Regions from separate parts of the Urocitellus parryii genome. Here region 1 is linked to region 2. The links are chromatin contacts, called in public Hi-C maps. All regions are on one chromosome and are shown on one strand. Each heading gives the region's core, a stretch centred on a gene start, on an enhancer-like site or on the middle of the called end of the contact. The rest is flanking DNA. Distances are from core to core; before and after follow the strand shown. Region 1 holds the start of Tex264 (testis expressed 264, ER-phagy receptor). Region 2 holds the start of Rbm15b (RNA binding motif protein 15B).

What was found. A called contact is a pair of places that touch in the nucleus more often than the background predicts.
Region 1: a Hi-C map of liver shows a contact between it and region 2, with 4 times the contacts expected there. The contact joins the promoter of Tex264 here to the promoter of Rbm15b in region 2. A contact is called at or near these places in 2 of 2 Hi-C or Micro-C datasets (liver and muscle).

What each region holds. Positions count from the first base shown.
Region 1 is chr2:94,245,092-94,247,803 of mUroPar1.hap1, reverse strand. Tex264 (testis expressed 264, ER-phagy receptor) reads right to left here and starts at 1,334. Exons shown (of 6, transcript XM_026383843.2): 1 at 1,226-1,334; 2 at 169-235.
Region 2 is chr2:94,016,984-94,019,787 of mUroPar1.hap1, reverse strand. It overlaps Rbm15b (RNA binding motif protein 15B), which reads right to left and starts at 1,500. Exons shown (of 1, transcript XM_026383766.2): 1 at 1-1,500. The coding sequence starts at 1,363.

The DNA of each region.
Region 1 (2,712 bases), core at 85-2,584, 230 kb before region 2:
GAATTTAACTCCCACCTTTCTTTTGCCTCTCCCAAACCACTCAGAAAGGGGGTAAATGTTCCTGCAGGGTGTGGGAGCAGAGCTTTAAAGCACGTAGAAAGGAAGAAGGGAAATGTTAATTTCCCCCTTACACAAAAGATAAAGGGAAGAAGGGCTGGGGAGGCTCACCTGAAAAGCCAGGTTCACTTTTAGCAACTCATAGTATCCAGCGCAGCAGGGGCCAAGTGCTCCAGTGCTGGGGGCAGAAAGGAAGAGTCACTCCAGCCCAGGAAATAACCACTGGGCAGGGCTCCACGCCCTGACTAACCCCTTCCCAAGGAAAGCCCACCAGGTCCTCTGCAAGCACCCACCACCCCATACTCAAAACCTCGGGGAAATCAGAAGCCAAACCCACCCTCACAACGTCTGGATCTTCTCTAGAGCCTTCCTCATACCCCTCTTCCTGGTGGGTTCCAGCCACCACACTTGGTGCCCAAACAGCCCTGCCACTAACCTTGGGAAGGATGTGTCCTTTCTCTGGCCTCAGTTTACCCTCGGATCAGAGGCCCCAGATTCAGACGCCTAACCACTCAAGCGGGTGTGCATGGGGGCTGGGTGAGTATGGGGGCTGGCGGCCGGCGCGAGCTTCCTGAGGCCGCTCACATGCGCCTTGGAGGAGGGCCGGTCCTTGGACGACCGGCCTTAAAGGGCCCCGCGCTGGCAAAACTTTGGCTCTAGAACTAAGAGGCAAGACAGCGGCTCTGAGGGGCCCGCGCGCTCTAGAGGGCGCCGCCTCTCGCTCTCGGCTTCCAGCCCTTGCTGGCCGGAAGCCTTGACTATATGTCTAGCCTCTTTCTCTCCGCTCACGGCTCTTGTAGCTCCACGCACCTCTGCAACTTAAGGGACGCTAAAGTTTGCAGCGGGGCGGCGAGGCGCGGCCTCGTGAATTAGATGGACTTAAAAGGTGACTCATGCCTCCGTTTCTTCCCCAGCTCCACTGCCCCTAGACAAGCCCCGTACCCGCGACTGAGGTAGTGGGTGACCTAAGGTGGGAAGGGCTGGCCCAAAGTCGCATTCAGGGCCTCGGACCTGACCGGGGCCAGCTGTGGACAAGACGATATGCAAAGGGTGGCCTAGGTCGCAGGGGGCCACGAAAGGGTCGCGGGGAGCCCTGAGGTCACGCCTGGGAGGACCGTGGCCCCAGGCCCACGCCCCGGCGGGGACGCCTCTCTGGCCCGGCCCTCACCTCAGCAGCCATCCCACGGACGCCGCCCTACACAGGCAGCTTGGGGATCGGTCGCGGAGCCTGCGCGCGCCCGCCGCTCACGCTCGCTCCGCCCCCTCTCGCGGCGGGACGTGGCCGTGGCCGTGGGCGCGTGCGCTCGGGACCCAGGGGGCGGCCCCGCCCCGTCTCCGTAGCAACGCGCGCGCGCCAATCCCAGGGACTTGGCTGGGGTGGAGCCCACAGTGTACCTTCCCCCCTCCAGCAAGCAAACGGGCTGCAGAGGGTTGACTGAACAACACCCCAGGGTATCTGGGTTGGCGGAAGCTCTACAGCGACAGCCCACCTCCAGACGCGGGGGAAGTCAGCCTGGTGGCCCGCAATAAAGGGTCAGGCGGGGGTCCGGGGACTGTAGAAAACTGTTTGTACAGGTTCGGAAGGTGCGACACAGCAATGTCAACTTCTAGCATTGGTACAACCCTTAACTCTGGCCAGTTTATCTAATTGAGGTTTCATAACATGCTTGGGAACCAAGCAACACAAGGCCACTTGCTTCCGTTTTAAAGCTATAGAAGCTCAATCCCATTCTGGGCTCAGGGGAGAAACTGGTGGATCCAACCTCTCAACAACATAAATATCTGCTTCTGGCTTCCACTCACCCCCCACTAACTTTCCTTCAGTGGGCACAGGAATAATCATTCTCCCATCCAACATTTATCAAGTACCACTTCCTGCCAGACAGTTCTAGGGGCTGGGGATACTGAGTAAACAAAACCAAATCCCCATCTTCTTGGAGCTAGTTCCAGGGGGAATTCCTCCCTTAGTCTCCTCCAGTACCCTGGATGTGGCTTGGGAAGGCTACTCTGACCTGGTTTAGCCTAACCTACTTCGAATTCCTTGAGGACAGGTTCAATCTTCAGCTTCTATCTCAGAACCACAAAGCACTATGCTAGGTGCCCAAGATAAAGCCCTGGTAGCCTGAGAAGCCTAGGTTTACAGTGAAGGAGGTGGGGAAGGAGACAACTACCCTCATAAGCCTGCTTATAAACAAGACAGGCTGGGCCAAGGACAATCTTGGTCCTTCTGATGAGGACTGCTGTTTGGGAGGGGGATCACTCTAAAGGGAACACAATGAAGGTGGCTGTAGAAAAAGTCAAACGCCATGTGTGCAGTGTATCTTGTGAATCCCACTACAACACGAGCAAAGGGCAGGCTGGTCCCACAAAGGTAGTCAAAATCCTGACTTTCCCCCCCTCTCTGTCTGCTTCACATTTCTTCTTTCTACAGGCAGAGGGGACTAAATCTTACCACAGGGCTAAGTCTGTCCCCATACCCTGGGGAGACTGGCAGAATGGGCAGCTGGTCCCCTAACTCAGGGCCAGGCCAGCAGGTTCTAATGATGAAAATCAAGCACATGACTATTAGGTATACATTTGGAAGCATTTTCTGTGACACAAAGAGGAGTATGGCACTGGCTCAGAGACAGTATCTGCATAAAGGGTTTGCCCATC
Region 2 (2,804 bases), core at 251-2,750:
GATCAATGGTCCGAATGCTTCCAAAGCGATCAAACTCCCGGGCCAAAGCTGCCAGCGAGGTGTTAGGTCCCAGGCCACCCACCCACAGGCGAGTAGTGGGGTTGGCCTTGCCATAGCCTATCTTTATGGGGTTTCTGCCAATCACCCGGCCCGACATGGCCACCTTAGCCCTGTGGGCCATGTCCAGGTTCTGGAACTTGAGAAAGGCGTAAGCACCACCCTGACCACGGGCAGGCCTTTTGATGACCACCTCCTCAATAATGCCATACTTCTCAAAGGCCCGTCGCAGCTCCACCTCAGACACGCTGTGGTCCAGGTTCCCGATAAAGAGATTTCTAGTGGCCCGCTGGTCGTCCTCAGGCATCAGGTCCTCCTCACACACTGCTGGGTAGCCGTAGGGGCGCCCGCGGTCATCATACAATCCGTAGTAGTCCAAGGCCCGCTCCCGGGATAGACCCACAGCAGCTGCGGCGGCAGCATCCAGGGCGAAGGCTGCAGCAGCGTGGCGGGCACGGGGTTCCCGCAGGGGTGGGGCGGCTACCGGGGACAGTGAGCGCTGTTTGTATTGATAGCCTCCATGGAGCGGCAAGTAGCCGAGCGGGTCGGCGGGCGCTGGCGGCCCAGGGGGTGGCGTGGAGGCAGCGGCGCTGCTGCTGCTGCTTCGCCGGCTGCTCCCGCCACCGCCGCCGCCCCCACCCCCGCGCAGGTACACCGGCTCTACCTTGAGCGGGCGGTCGTACAGCAGCAGCTGGCGGGCCAGGGCGTGCTGGCGGGCCTCGCGCGCGTCCTGCGGGTGCCGGAAGTTCACGTAGGCCACGCGGCCCAGCTCTGGAGTGTGCGACAGGCGTAGGCTGATCTCGCCAAAGCGCTTGAACTGGTGGAAGAGCCGGTCCTCCAGGTGCTCGGCAGGCAGCGCGGGACTCAGGCTGCTGATGAGCAGCGTCTTGTATTCCGGTGCGGCCGTAGAGCCGGGACCCGCAGGTTCAGCCCCGGGAGGTGGTGGGGGCGGCGGCAGTGGAGACGCGCGGGGCGACGCGCCCGAGGCGCCCGGGTCCCCCGAGGCCTTGCCGCCGCGTCCCCCACCGCCGGCGCCAGAGCTTGAGGAGCGCCCGCTGCTCGCACGGTGATTAGCGTCGCCGGCGCCCCGACCGTCGCGATGCCCTCCTCCTCCGCCGCCGCCGCTACCGCGGGGTTTGTCGCGGGCTCGCACTGGAACAGGGTGCTTGGTGCCGCCGCCGGAGGCCTTGTGCGCCGCTCGCCGCCCGCCCGCCTCCGCCTCCCGTTCGCGCTCCCGCGGCCGCTTTGCCGACGATGACGAGCCACGCCCGCTCGGGCTCGAGTCTCGCTCGCTCTGCCGCTTCATGGCGCCGGCGCGGCGGGCGGGCGGCCCGTAGGCCTTTCACAGTGGCGGCGGCAGCCGCGGCCCAGGAGGCAGCGCCCCCGGCGCCGCCATCTTGGACAAAAGGACTCGGCGCGGCAGTGGCGGCGGGGCGGGGCGGGAGCGGCGCCGAGGGGCTGGGCGTTGCGTAGTCAGGCTGCGCCGGACTTACCACGTGACTTCTGTGGGCGGGGAGAGGGCTACTCTGGGCGTACGTCATCGGGTTGCGCCGCCTTGTGCCACGTGATCTCGCTGCGAGGAAAGGAGTGGGTCGGACAGCGCGCCTTGGCGCCACCGCGCGGCCCCAGTGGACTGAGCCTCGTGCTTTCAGTCTAGTTTAGGTGCTCCGGAGTCTGGCTAACTTCTACCGGTGCTGGAACCAGTGCTGATTGTCCATGGGTGTCAAAATCCGGGATCTTGACCCAGCGGGTTTTTTATGTATATTTTTTCTACCCCCTGCCATGTTGTCTTCTGACTGGGGCCCAGAGTTGACATCCCTGATCCCTGTCCAAAACCCACATCTCCAGCATTCTCTGCATTCAGGTAGTAGTCCTGGAAAGGCCTTGAGAATCGTGGCTATGAACGCAGTGAGACCTGGCTGGGCCTGGTTCAGGCAGAGATAACGCACCTGCAGTTTAGTCAGACTAGGCTCCTTTGTGCCACTAGGTCCAACCTTCTGCTGTGGGCATCCAAGTTGGAAAGGCAGGGCTGTGGCGCCAGGGGCAAAGGAAGCCAGAAGTTGATGATGCCAGTAGTTAACCATTGCTTGCCATGCTGATCTCAGTGGCCAGAACTTTGTTCACCCCCGGGAGGGGAGGGGTGGGGTGGGCCAGGGTGCTCCAAGGATAGTTGGTGGAACCATTGCAGACCTGTAGGATGAGGAAGAGCACACCCAGCTCTTTCCTCCTATAATCGGAAAGCATTTCAGCAGATACAATAGGAAAGGTCTTGGAAGAGACAGCAGTGAACTCCATGGGCAAGCTGTTAAGAAGGCCCTTTAGCAACAGAAAACTTAGCAAACACACAGATGAAGTGATCTGAGGGTAAAGACCAGCTGAGGAAAGGTCTTTTCAGGTGGTTTCTGTGGGTGGGAAGAGCAAGTGTCTCAACTGAGCCACAATTCTTGTTGATAGCCAGAGAGCAGCTAGACACTAGAATTCCATAAGCCCCATAAGCCCTAAGGACCTCCACTGTTATCTAGGGTACACAAAGGCAAAAAGCAGCTCTTTCATGGCTTATTTGTATAAACCAGTGCAGCAAAACTCCAAGTAGGTGTCAGAGGGTAGTACTAACATTAGACCTAGATCACAAATCTTGATGAGCAAATAAGAGGTCAAAGAGCTGAAGTTTTAGAAATGCCAATACTGAATACATGGGTATCACTGTGAAAAACCACACTCCATGCACCCTATTCTGCTTGTACGGA